2 separate regions of the Pan troglodytes genome follow, and region 2 is linked to region 1. The links are chromatin contacts, called in public Hi-C maps. All regions are on one chromosome and are shown on one strand. Each heading gives the region's core, a stretch centred on a gene start, on an enhancer-like site or on the middle of the called end of the contact. The rest is flanking DNA. Distances are from core to core; before and after follow the strand shown. Region 1 holds the start of PRDM16 (PR/SET domain 16). Region 2 holds the start of HES5 (hes family bHLH transcription factor 5).

The links. A called contact is a pair of places that touch in the nucleus more often than the background predicts.
Region 2: a contact with region 1 is called in a Hi-C map of induced pluripotent stem cells, with 1.7 times the contacts expected there. The contact joins the promoter of HES5 here to the promoter of PRDM16 in region 1. A contact is called at or near these places in 2 of 7 Hi-C or Micro-C datasets (induced pluripotent stem cells and stem cell-derived neural progenitor cells).

What each region holds. Positions count from the first base shown.
Region 1 is chr1:229,021,423-229,027,843 of NHGRI_mPanTro3-v2.0_pri, forward strand. It overlaps PRDM16 (PR/SET domain 16), which reads right to left and starts at 2,312. Exons shown (of 17, transcript XM_016952782.4): 1 at 2,229-2,312. The coding sequence starts at 2,265. It overlaps LOC748078 (a long non-coding RNA gene), which reads left to right and starts at 1,013. Exons shown (of 6, transcript XR_001717380.4): 1 at 1,013-1,311; 2 at 2,552-3,301; 3 at 3,475-4,186; 4 at 6,286-6,421.
Region 2 is chr1:229,452,274-229,458,616 of NHGRI_mPanTro3-v2.0_pri, forward strand. HES5 (hes family bHLH transcription factor 5) reads left to right here and starts at 4,130. Exons shown (of 3, transcript XM_524847.6): 1 at 4,130-4,282; 2 at 4,382-4,547; 3 at 4,644-5,784. The coding sequence starts at 4,229. The coding sequence ends at 4,921.

The sequences.
Region 1 (6,421 bases), core at 1,062-3,561:
GGCCTGGGACAAGCGGTCCCAGCTGTGGAGCCTGGAAGGAGGGGTTCCCAGCGCTCGGCCAAGTGTGGACAGAGGGCCGAGGCCTGGCAGTCACCTCTCATGGGGTTTTTCCTCACTAAAGACTCTCGGGAAAAGGAAGCCAGCGCTCGGCGCTCCCGCTGGGCCCGGCTCTCCGGCCTCCTGGCCAGATGGCTGCCAGGCACCAGTTCTGGTCCTGAGCGGACCCGGTCCCGGGCCACCTTCCCCACCTGGCAGAGGTGGAGCCGGCGGAGAGCTGGGGCCTCTCGGAAGTTTCCAGGGCCGCGCGGGTGCGCCGAGTCCGCCTCTCGCTTGCAGCGAAGGCCCCGGCGTCAGCGCGGCCGGTTTCCCCTTTCTCGCTCCAGCTTAGGGCCCATCCTGGGCGAGGGCCTGACCTGGCGGCCCACACGCAGCCCCGTGGTCCCGACTCTGAGCAGGCCCGCGGTGCACACACAGAACCGAACCCGAACACGCACACGCACACCCCACGCGCGGAGGGCCCGCAACGCCGCGCACAGACAGCCCCTTCGCGTCGGCGGCGAAACGCCCGGTCTTGTTCGCACCAAGAGGGGTCAGAGGTCACGGGAGGCCGAGGCCGAGGGCACCCGGCAGCGGAGCGCGGCGGGAAGGGGGCGCCTCACCCAGGGGCCGGGAACGGCCGATGGCGGGGCGCAGGAGCGTCCGGCACAAACTCGGGAGCTGCTTTTCCCTGGTGCACAGAGCGCGGGGCCTACGGCCGCGGGGCAGCTGTTGGGACGAGCCGGGCGGGCCCCGAGCCGAGGGAGCGGAGCTTCGGAAAACCGCCGCGAGTCCCGCGCGCACCCGGCTCACGTTTGGGGGCTCGGCCCCGGGAGCTGCGAGGCCGGACTGGAGGGACCCGGCCCCGGAGGCGCGGACGGAACGGCGTGGGTCGGGCGGGGACCTCGAGGGGAGCGGCCCGGGCGCCTCTTCTGCGGGTGGGCGGGCGGGCGGCCTGCAGAGGAGGGGGCGGCGGGAGCAGGCGGCGCCGATTCCGCTCCGCGCGGCGCTGGCCGCTTCGCTGCACCCGGGGCTTCGGCGGGGCTGCGGGAGCCGCGCTGGCCGGGCCGCGGCGCCGCCTGTCCTCACCTGCCCGCCCGCCTCACCGCGGATGGCGCCGGCGACAGGGGCTGCGGGGTGCGCGCGGGCTGCTCGGAGGCGCTGTGGCGGGCGAGGGCGCGGGTGGCTGGAGCACCCGGCCCGCGGCAAGGACCGGCTGGCGGCAGGCGGGGCGCGCGGAGCCCGGGGCTCGGCCGAGACGGAGCGAAAGAGAAAGTAAGACCGGGGACCGGGCAGTCTGGCCGGGGCAGCTCTGTCCCCGCCGGGCCCGGCTGTGCCAGGCAAGCGGGTACAGAGGGGTCCACGCGGGCCCGAGGGCGGCAGCGGCGGGTCGGGAGGTGGCCGGGTGGGTCCCTCCTGTCGGAGGCACGGTCGCCCCGGCGGCCCGCGCAGGCTGCCGGCGTCCCAGAGGAGCGCCCTCCACCACGCGGGGCACAGCCGGGGATAAACTTCACGACCACAGTTCCTAGCCCGGGCAAAAGTCTCCATTTTGCTCCCCAAGTGGCTGCGGCTGTCCCGCCGTCGCCACCCCTGCCCCTGCGCCCGCGGAGCCGGGTGGGCGCCGGCCCGCGCCCCCTCCTCCGCCCCTCCCCGGCTCGGGGTCTCCCTCCTCTGCGCCCGGCTGGCGGACGCCAAAGGCGGTGCTCTAGCGCCCACTATTTCAAAAGCCCGGAATATGATTTGACCAGGACTGAGAGCCACTCGGAGAGAGAGAGGGAGAGAGCGAGCGGGGAGGAAAAAGTTGCTCTCCCCTTTCGTCAACTTTTCGCTAACTTTCACTTTTCGCTCCCCTCCACCCCCGGCCCTCCCCCTCCGCCCCCCTCCCCGGCCCCCACCGCGCGCCTCGGGTTCCCGGGCCCGAGCGCCTGACACTGGTGGGGGGGGAGGGGGTTCCGCGGGGAGGGGGCCGGCGCCTTCGGGGAGCGCGCGGCCCGGGCGCCCCGAGCCTCCGCGCCGAGCCCGGTCGCCCCGGAGCGCGGGAGGCGGAGCAGCCCCCCGGGCCGCGCGGCCGAGCCGGGGGCCCGGAGCCGCAGGCGCGCCGGCCGCGCCCCGACGCGCACCCCTGGCCCGGGCGCCCCGGCCCGGCGGCCCCGGCCCCGGCGGCGCGGCGCGGCCGAGCGCGGGAGACTTACTTTTGGCTAGCTTCCTCGCCCTCGCCTTGGATCGCATGGTGTCGGCTCGCGGAATCTCTCTCCTCCTCCTTGAGTCCAGAAGCAGCCACACACTATCTTCATCTCCCCAGCATTGTCAGTTTGGACACCTTCGCACATGCGCACAGAGCACTCAATCTGACACCCCTCGCCGGGGCCAAAAAAACTTTGCAATGTATTCATCATCCTCATCGTCGCGCCGCCGCCGCCGCCGCCGCCGCCTCGGCGCGGGATTGGGGGGCTCTCCTCGGCCTTCTCGGTCTTCGTCTCACTTATCTCTCCCCCCTCTCCCCCCCCCTTTTCAGCGCAGCTCGGAACTGGCCCTTTAAGAAAACATTCCGTGTTCGGCGCTCCCGCCCGGGGCCCGCACCCCGGACACTTTAAAAGGACCCAGGTGGCCCCGGAGGCGAGGTGACTATCCCCCCACCCTGCCCCTGCGTCGCGGCGCGTCGCGCTGCTGCTCCCGCCCCAGCCGGGGCCGAAGATGGGGCGGCGGCTGCGGTTTTCCACACGACTTCCTTGGATCTCGGGGCACACGCGCCGATAGTTCGGACGCGAGTCCGGGCTGGTTTTGCTCCGTTTTACTGCGTTTGATTACTAATTTAAAAGCTTTGCGTTCCCCGTCGCCCCGGCCCGCTTTTCTCCTGCATTCTCCCCTCGGCCCCCGTCCCCGCCCTGCGATCGCTGGAGGGGGCGTCGGGGCTCGCGCGCCAGAACCCGGCTCCTCCGAAGCCCCCTCCGGGCCCCACCGCCCCCCTCGGGCCTCCCGGCCCCCGCCTCCTCCCCTTCGCCCCCACCCAACGGCTGCTGCTTCGGGCTTCGCGGCTCAAAAACAACAGCGGAGGCGCCGCCAGCTCCGCGCTCCGCCACTGCCCAGGCCGGCGGGCGGCACTCGGACCCGCCGCCCTCGGTCCCTCGCGAGGCCACGGAGGCCAACACGCCTCGCACGGGGGGACAGCGCGGGGGCAGCCGTCCAAACACCAGGCGTCCTCGGCTGGTCGTCCCAGGGCGCCCGCACCTCTCCGCCCGCGCTCTCCTGCCGCCGCGCCCCCAAGGTGAGTACCCGGCTGCGCGAGCGCCCGAGCTGGGCCACCTTCGGGGACCCGAGCCTCTGGGGACACTCCCCTCTGGCCTCTCGGGGCCCAGGTGCGTAGCGGGCGGAAAGGCCGGCGGCGCAGGTGGAGCAGCTCGGACGGGAGCCGACCAGACGCTTCCTCTTCCCCTGTAGTCCCCAAACTCCGAGGCGCTGCGGTGGAGGGGCCGGGCTGAGCGCAGGCAGGGTGGCCCGGGCCCAGGAGCCTGACGGCCTGAGTGCGGATTTCTCATCTGAGTATCTGGGAATCGAGAATGAATTGGAAGAAAACCGAGGCGCTGCCCTGGCCAGGTTGCTGCCCCGCACCCTTCCGGAGCACCGAAGTCCTGCCCGGCAACGGGACTTGGAGCTGCCGCAGAGTCAGCCTGAGCCCGAGGCAGGGGTCGCGCCCGCGATGCGGGGTCTCTGCGCCGCCCCGCGAGGCTCCTGGCCGTGCCCTCCCTGCCCTTTGTTGTGTAATGAGACCTGTGGCGGCTCCACTGAGACCCACACGTGCAACTCCGCGCCTCCGCGTTAAAGGAGGTGAAACGCAGCAGCCCTGAGAAACCCCGAGACCCCGGTGTCCTAGCAGAGGCGCCCCGGATGGGGAGGGGCGCGGGGCCGGCGCCACCCCAGAGGAAAAGCCCAGCGGAGCCGGGTTGGGCAGGAGCTGGCGGCGGCGGTGCGCTGGGCCTTCTGCCTTGGATCCTCCGCGGTCGGCACCGCTTCCCTGCTCAGATTCGAACCCAGATTCGGCTCCCAAGGCTCCCACGACTCCAGGGTGCCCAGTCTTGCAGCCAGCTCGCCGCCCGAGCCCCGGATGGAGGAAGCGCTCACTGGCCGCTACCTCCGCTGTTTCTGGCACCAGGTGAGTGTCGCCTAGAGAAGGGCCATGAGCAATGGCACAGCCCCATTCCCTGCCGTCCTTTCGAGGGTCTGTCGACCCCTTTACCCACCCTCCCCACACCCTGACCATCTTTCTACAGGGGTTGGGGCAGAGAACAGCTCAGTTTACAGGCCCGGCTCTGGAGGTCTTGATCTGCCTAGCCAACTAGGGCACCGCTGCAGCTTTGCACGGCCAAGGCCAGTTCTGAACCTGCTCACCCCAGTGGGTGGGAGGTGCTGGAGCCCAGGAACACGGGCGCTGTCTTGCCTAAACCCCACCAAGGGCAGGTTCCCAACGGTGGGCCCAACCTGGCTGGAGCTGCTGGCTAGAAAGGACTCAAGGTCACTCCCATATCTCTGCACCCAGGTCCCCCTTGCTCCTGCCTGAAGCCTCCGCAGGTTTGGGAGGAGGCCTGGGGAAGTTACTATGGTGCCTGCGAACCACTCCCACCTGCAGAGAGGGTCCCTTCCCCACCCTCACCCTGCAGCCCAGCAAAGACCTCCTTTGCCCCTGGCCTGGAGGTAGCCAACAGATGCCAAGGTTGTGCAGTCCTGGCCTTCTTCTACGGGTGCCCCAACTCTCTCAGGCCCTCTCCCTGCCTCCTCCTCCAGCTCAGGAGGTGGTTCTCAGAACCCTGGTCAGGCTAGGACAGGACAGCCATCCCTGGCCTGTTGCCAGCCCCTAGGGAAGAAGGGCAGGAGGTATGGGAGCAAGCTGGTCTGTGCCATCTGGTCCTTGCCCTCCACCAGGCTGTTGGGTAGGGATGGGGTCATGGATCTGCCTGGGAAGGGGTAGCTGCCGGTCAAGCCTCGCCAGGGAGACAGCCGGGCTGCCTACCTGCAAGGCACTGACGCAGCCCTGGCTCCAGTGGGGCAGTGTCTCCCCAGCCTGCTTGAGGAGCCCAGGCAGGCTGTCCCCAAGGCCATGGCCCTGGCCGAGGTTGCATCCTGGCCTGGCCAGGCCCTGCCCCCGCGTGGCCAGACTTAGAAGCGGAGAGCAGGTCAGGCATTGAGGAGTCCCGTGGGGAAAAAGGGTGAAGCAGGGAAGATCAGATGCAAGTCCTCCCTGGGGCCCAGTTCTGTGTCCCTGCCTGGCAAGGGCTTTGGGGGGCTTGGAGAACAGATAGGGCAAATGTAGGCCCAGTGGGGAAAAGGTTGATACTAAAAGGTCTAAGGGCAATTTTCAAACCAAGTCTAGCTCTGCAGAGCCTTGGGGCTGATGCCAGGCCCTGGGGCCCCTGCGCTGGGATTGTAAGTGCTGTGAGCTCATTCCTACTGACCTCCTTGGGTCGTCCAAGGACAGTGAGTGTGGGTTGGCCACATAGAGGCTCCTACACTGGACAACTGCACGCTGCTGTCGAGTTCCAAAACCAATTTCATAGCTGGGGTCTTGGAGGCTAGAGAGGGGCTTTAACCACCAACTTCTGCTGGGGTCTGGGCAGAGAGGGAGTCCATGGAAACTCGATTTCTCCATGAGCCCTGCAGACTCCCAGTGTTTCTAACGGCTGGAGACCCATGACCAGGTTAATTCCTTAGGGAAAAGGCCGGGTTTGAGAGCCAGAAATGCTGGTCCTGCAGTGCTGGAGGAAGCATCTTATTAGCGAGTAGGAGGCCCCCAAGCCCCAGGGGTTCCCCAGAAGCCCATTGAGTAGCAGAACTACCATGCCGGCCTGCCCTCCACTCCCGGAATCTACAAATGCATTCAAGGGCTAGAGGGCCCCTTCGCTTGGCCAGGCCTTGTGCCCCATGCCAACTGGCAGGGTCAGAGCAGCCCCAGCTGCCCCTACCCCCAGCCCCTCAGGCCCCAGGGAGCCCTGCTTCGGGCCGTGTGTGCAGGACAGGAGGTAGGCATGGCACCTGGCAAGATGGACTCACCTCACCAGGTTCTTTCTCTCCCACTTTCTCTCCCTTCACCTCACCCCTTTCTCTCCCACTCCTCTGTGCTTTTTGAACTTAGCCATGGGTTTTCAGATACTTGGCCTCAGGCTCTATTGAATTCCAGGTCAAGGTTTTACTGACTCCACACCCCCACCTTGTTCCTCCGGGTAGCAAAGAAGCACACAGCCTCTGGTTTACCAACAGGCTTTCCTGGGAGATTGGAAATGCCCCAGGTGGGATCCAGACCGCCAGCGCTCACCCCACCCCCAATACGTGGGCCACTGAGTCAGGCCAGGATGAGGCTCTTGCTCCCTGGGCATGTTCTCCTGCCCCACACTTG
Region 2 (6,343 bases), core at 2,880-5,379, 430 kb after region 1:
TGGGAGGGATTGGGGGGGCTGCCACTGCCTGGGCGGGGAGGGGGCAGCAGGAGGGAGTTCGTGGTTCTTCTCCAAAAAAGCTCCTCCTTTTTGTCTTCTCCAGTTGCGGCAAAATATATATAACATAAAACAACCATCTTAGCCATTTCTCAGCACAGAGTTCCATGCCATGAAGAGCATTCGTGATGCGCCACCGTCACCACCGTCCACCTCCAGAAAATGTCCATCTCCCAAGCCGAACCTCTGTCCCCAGGAACGCTTACTGCCTAGTCCCTCCCAGCCCCTGGCACCCACCATTCCACTTTCTGTCTGTGAATCTGACGACTCTAGGGGCCTCCTACAATGGCACCACCTGGGATGGGCCCTTTTGTGACTGCTTTATGTCACTGAGCACAGTGTCCTCAAGGTGCAGGCCTGCTGTGGCCTGCGTCACAACCTCCTTCTCTCCTGAGGCTGAAGAACGGTCCACTATGTGGAAGGACCACATTTGTTTGTTCACAGACAGTGGGGCGGCGGCCGCGTCTTGGGTTTGGGAACCGCACTGCTCTGAAGACAGGGCCCAAATAACTCCCCCAGGTCCTGCTTTCCATTCTCTTGTGCATGGACCTAGAAGTGGAGCTGCTGGGTCCTATGGTTGCTCTGTGCCTCATTTTTGGGGGAACTGCCAAGCTGTTTTCTAGTGTCTGCGCCGTTTGACCTTCCCAGTACCACGTCCTGCTTTGGAGCTGGGAGCAAATGCCCCTGGAGCTTCCCATCGCCCCCCACCCCCACGGGCCCCTCCCCTCCGAGGAGCTCTTCGCTTTGCTGTCGGCCCTGGAGGGAGTGGTGCTGGGCGTGTGGATTATTTAGAAATGGGTCATGGTTCTAGACGCGTGCATTCTAGCTTGATCATGCCCAACTTGTAGGTTTTGCCTGAAGGCCCCCTGCCTCAACAGTTGCTGAGCTGTGGAGGAGAATAGAGAGTCCATGTTTCATGGGGACAGAGGTTCAGCTTGGAGAGAAGGACATTTTCTGGAGATGGACAGTGGTGATGGTGGCACAGCATCGTGAATTGAGACAGCAAAGTGCCCTGCCTCAATGTCTGTGTATGTGGAGGCAGGAGGAGTATTGCCAACTCTAGATGTGCCAACCCCACCCCAACTATCAAGCCCCTTAGACTTACTGAGCCCTCCAGGGTTGGGGGCTCAGGGAGGTGCAGGCAGGACAAACTCCCTCCCTCCTCAAAGCCCGGCTGGGGCAAGAACACCCCCATCCCACGCTGAGCTGCTGGGGGCAGCCAAGGTGGAGGATCCCAGCCCCCCAACACTTCACAGTGCTTCTGTGGAGCAGAGCCTGCCAGCCTGGAGCAGCCTCCAGCCCTCCCTCCTCCAGCCCCCTCCGCAGCCCACCGTGGATGGTGTGAGCCGGGAGCCTAGTGAGTTTCCCACACTTTGGCCCCATTCACAGTGTTAAACGGCCCACAAAGGCCAGGCGTGTGCCTCGGAGGCCGCCAGAGCTGCCATCTGGCCCGAACTCAGGGAGGGAACCAGCCTTTCATCCGGCCAGGATTCAACACCATTCATTTCATATTTCCCACAACTGAAAATTGGATCAAAGCTGCTCCAGTCCAGGGGGAGGGAGGAAGAGGCGGGAGGCAGCAGCCCCCACACAGCCCACCCACCACCCTCACCTCCGGCAGGCCGCCATCCTGGCCCACTGCGGGTGGGCGGGCCGTGGGGGTGGGGAGGTTGGACCACATCTCCCGGCGGCACGTGTCTCCTGTGGGCTGAGGAGCTGGCTCAGGGGAAGGGACCAGGACAGGACACAAGCCCCAGCCACCTGCCGCTCCAAAGCCTGCGGGAGCAGGGCCTGGCCTCAGTGCCACCCCCATATCTGGGCACAGGCCCTGTCCCCGCTGCCAGCAGCTGGGTGGTCAGGGCACACGTGGCTCAGGTTCCGTTTCCTGCTGGCGGAGGTGGTGGCCAGGGCCTGCCTGGGCTGGGGCCACCTGCCTGTGCTCCCGCACCCCTAGCCCCTGGCTAAGCACCTCCTTGATGTGGCCGCTGGACCAGCAGCGTATAGGTCACGGGCACACGGGTGACTACCTCGTCCTGCCCTCCCCACCCCCAGTCCCACCCCAGGGAGCCCATAGGCAAGGGACATGCCACAATGTGACTGCCGCCAGCATGAACCCCACTTCAGCTGCGAAATAGCTCCACTGAACACAAGCAGATCCCCTGTGTAGCCGGGAGTCCACAGCCCATAGCCAGTGCCAGCCGCCATCAATGCCCAGAGCTGTGGGAGCCATGGCGTGAGCGCGTGGCCTGGACACCCCCACACAGGTTGCCCTCCTGCATCCAACAAGGGCCAGAGTGTTGTGGTGGGACCCCACCTGCTCAGAGATGAGCCCCCAGCAGTCCCAGCCCCCAGTGTCACCGCCTCCCTCTGACAGCCTGGAGCATGAGTCCCCTTCAAGGGAGGTGTTGTGGGAGTCCTGCGGGGGTACGAGGGTGAATAGGGGCTCCCTTCCTGCCACCTCCAAAGTCACCTGTTTCCGCCTGGGAGCCTCCCAGCCTAACCCTTCACAATGGCGTCCAGCTGGCCTGTGGGAGGGCCACCCTGCATTGGCTTGAAGTCCTGTCTTCCCCTGCTGTCCCAGCACTGTCCTGGCTGCCCCCTGGACCGTCCATCCTTGTGCTGAGGACCTCCTGGAGCTAGGCCCACCAAGCGGGTCACTCAGAGCCGGGGGTCACTGCCGAGAGCCTCCGGGGAAGGCTCCTCATTGGACCCTGCCAGCTGGCCAGGGAACCCCACTCCTGGATTCAAACTCTGCCTAACCAGCCCTGATGCCAGCCCCAGCTCTGGGGGCTAAGGCCCTTCTGCTAGGACCCGGCAGGGTCCCAACCTGTCTCTAGGAGCCAGCCCAGGCCCCGAATCCTCTCCTAGTCTCTGCTGCAGAGCATTTGAGGAACTGTGACCGCAGGCTAGGGGGTGGGGGTCTCCCAAGGGACCCTCCCCTAAGGACCCAGGGTGGGATTCATTGCCCCAAAGTGGCTGCGGGCACTCAGCTCAGTTGGCCAGGTACCGGGGTTATTAGCTCATCCCGTGGACCGGTGGTTGGGGGCAGGGGGCTAGGGCTGGCATGGCCTCTGATCCTCAAGCCTGCCACCTGGCACCCACTCCCTACCCACTGGCAAAATGCCGGAGGAAAGCAAACCCTACAAGTGCCCTGGCTGCCAGAGAGACTAGGTGGAGCTGTGGCATGCATAAACAGTGGCCACAGCAAGCGTGCCAAGAGCCGAGGCCTCCCGAGCTGCGTGGACACTGTAGTCAGATCCCTGGCCAGATAGGGGTGGGGAGAGGCCCCTGAGGGACACCTGCCAGCTCGTGGAGCAGCCCCAGTGCTGCTGTGGGTTACAGTGCTCCTGGGAGGACAGGGTGCAGGAAGCGGGGAGAGCTGCCGGGTGCCGGGCTCCACGTGGAGCACGGGCCCCAGCTTCCTGGAGCTGCCTGGAGCCCAGCCAGGAAGGCACAAGGCCCGTTTTCTAGGTCTGGAGAAGTCAGGAGTCCCAGGTGACAGTCAGGGGGCTTGTAATATAGACACGTAGGACTGATCCTAAGAGCGTGGCCCCCTCTGTCCCCCTCCCCTGGAGGGGCAGCAGGTCCCAGTCAGGGAAGGTGCCCATCCCCCAGGAAGCCGTGGCACTTGTTCATTCTACAGCTTTTCCCTTATCTGTGCCTACGGCCTCTGCCAGCCAGCAGTGGGGAGCCGCTGGGGAGAGGCAGGGGAGGGGAGCGGAGGGGAGGGCGGGGGAGGGGGCCCTCCTTCCTGCCCCCCTCCCCACTTGGTGGCCTGGGTAAAGGCAGCATATTGAGGCGCGGGGCTCCCGGCATCAGGCCCCGGGATGCTAATGAGGGCGAGCGCGTTCCCACAGCCCGGACATTGTGCCGCGCGGCCCACCTGCTCCTTGGGGAGCGCCCATTGTGCCCGCGCCAATTCACAGGCAATTTAGCGTGCGCTAATGGGCCGGCGCCTTTGTGCGGCCCGCGCGGCCATTGGCCGCGGAGTGTGGGAACGGCCGCGGCGCCCGGACTCCAGGCGCCAGGCCGCCGCCCGCGCCTATATAGGGCGTCGGCGCGCGGGGCCGGTGTCCGCGCCAGCCCGGGACGCGCTTGGCCCTGCCCGCGCCCGCTCGCCTCGTCTCGCCCGGCCTCCCCGCGTCGCCTCCTCGCCTGTTCCGCGCCAGGCATGGCCCCCAGCACTGTGGCCGTGGAGCTGCTCAGCCCCAAAGAGAAAAACCGAGTAAGTACCAGGCTCGCCCGGCGCGCTGTCCCCGAGGCCTCCGGTCCTCGGGGGTCCCTGCGCCGTGCCGGGCCAGCCTGACACCCCCTCCTCCCGCAGCTGCGGAAGCCGGTGGTGGAGAAGATGCGCCGCGACCGCATCAACAGCAGCATCGAGCAGCTGAAGCTGCTGCTGGAGCAGGAGTTCGCGCGGCACCAGCCCAACTCCAAGCTGGAGAAGGCCGACATCCTGGAGATGGCTGTCAGCTACCTGAAGCACAGCAAAGGTGAGCGCGCCCGGGCCCCCCGCGCCCCGAGTTCCCACCGCGCCCCGGCTCCCCCGCGCCCCGCCGCCCGCTCACCGCCGCCGCGTCTCCCCGCAGCCTTCGTCGCCGCCGCCGGCCCCAAGAGCCTGCACCAGGACTACAGCGAAGGCTACTCGTGGTGCCTGCAGGAGGCCGTGCAGTTCCTGACGCTCCACGCCGCCAGCGACACGCAGATGAAGCTGCTGTACCACTTCCAGCGGCCCCCGGCCGCGCCCGCCGCGCCCGCCAAGGAGCCCAAGGCGCCGGGCGCCGCGCCCCCGCCCGCGCTCTCCGCCAAGGCCACCGCCGCCGCCGCCGCGCACCAGCCCGCCTGCGGCCTCTGGCGGCCCTGGTGACCCGGCGGGACCTGCGGGCGCGCGGCCCGACGACCAGAGGGCGAGCCTGCTCCTCTCGCCTGTAGGGAAGCGCCTTCCCGCCGTCGTCCGCCCCGGGCTTGGACGCGCCCTTCTCCGGAAGGCTCTGGCCCCAAGCTGGCCGGCCCGCAGGAGCCCCATTCTCAGAGAATGTGTGTGCAGAGTCCCTGCCGTTTTAGGACAATCAGGGCCCATCTTCTGCCAAGTGTCTGACCCCATGGGGTTGTTCTGTGTTTGCATTTAAGCAAGTGACTTCTGGGAAGTCCCCGGCCGCCCGGGGTTCTATGATATTTGTAGTGCCGGGGCTCGCACACTGCTACCCCCAGCCTGTAGAGGACTTTCTTCAGGGCCCGTAGCTGCTGGGCGTACCCCTGGCAGGCGGGTTGTGCCGCGGGCACATTTGCCTTTTGTGAAGGCCGAACTCGAGCTGTATCCTCATAGGAAACAGTGATCACCCCGGACGGGCGTCCAGGACCCTGAGGGCCATGGCCAAAAGGCTCCTGAGTGTGCCTGGTGGTCTGGCTGGGGCTCATGGTGGGCTGTCTGGGGAGGGTGGGTGCCTCCACTATGATCCTTAAAGGATTCCTCTGTGTGGGTGGATGCGTGTGGGCACGACTTTGTACTCAGAAATTGAACTCTCAGTCACGTGGAAGCCACGGGACTGCTCTGAAGCCGCTATAATAAAATCTGATTGTTCAGCCCCCAACACAGTCTGTCGTCTGCTGTGCCTCACACCTGTCCTTGGCAGCCACGGAGCGGGTCTGCAGGGGTGAAGGGGAATGGGCAGGGCCATGGTAGCAGTTAAGCAGGGAGGGACCCCTGCCAGTGGCCCCCTGGACCCCGGAAGAAGGGTGGGTCCTTGCTCCGGAAGAACAGGGAGAGGGAGGGATGGAGAGAAAGCAGGTGAGGGGCAGGGGCAGGGGGAGGTGGGCTGGAGGGGTGGACATGGTCGGAGCCCTGGGTCTCCCCCCACCCAGGGCTTTCACTAGCTTCCGGAAGGTAGGGGTGGGGCAAGGTGACAGCACAGAACCTTAGGCTGTGTCCACTGAGAGGCGACCCAGGGCCACAGCCCGCAGTAGATCTGTTGCTACAGCCAAAGGGGCTTGGCCATGGGCCAAACAGGAGAAAACATCTGCCCCGAGTTGCTGCTGCACACTCCCACGGCCTGCAGCGCCAGTCCTGGCATGGGCTCCGGGGACACCTGCCCGCTGGCCACCGTGCCAAGGCAGGATCTGGCAGTCCTGGCAGGAGCCTGCGCGGGGCCATCCCTTGCCTCAGAAAGGGCATTTATTTTTAGGCAGGCCACAGGGTGTTGGCTGAGTCTGCAAGCACTGAGGCCTATGGCTCCCAGGGACCAGCTCCCAAGGGGCAAAATCCATCCAGCAAGGATTGGGCCGGAGTGGG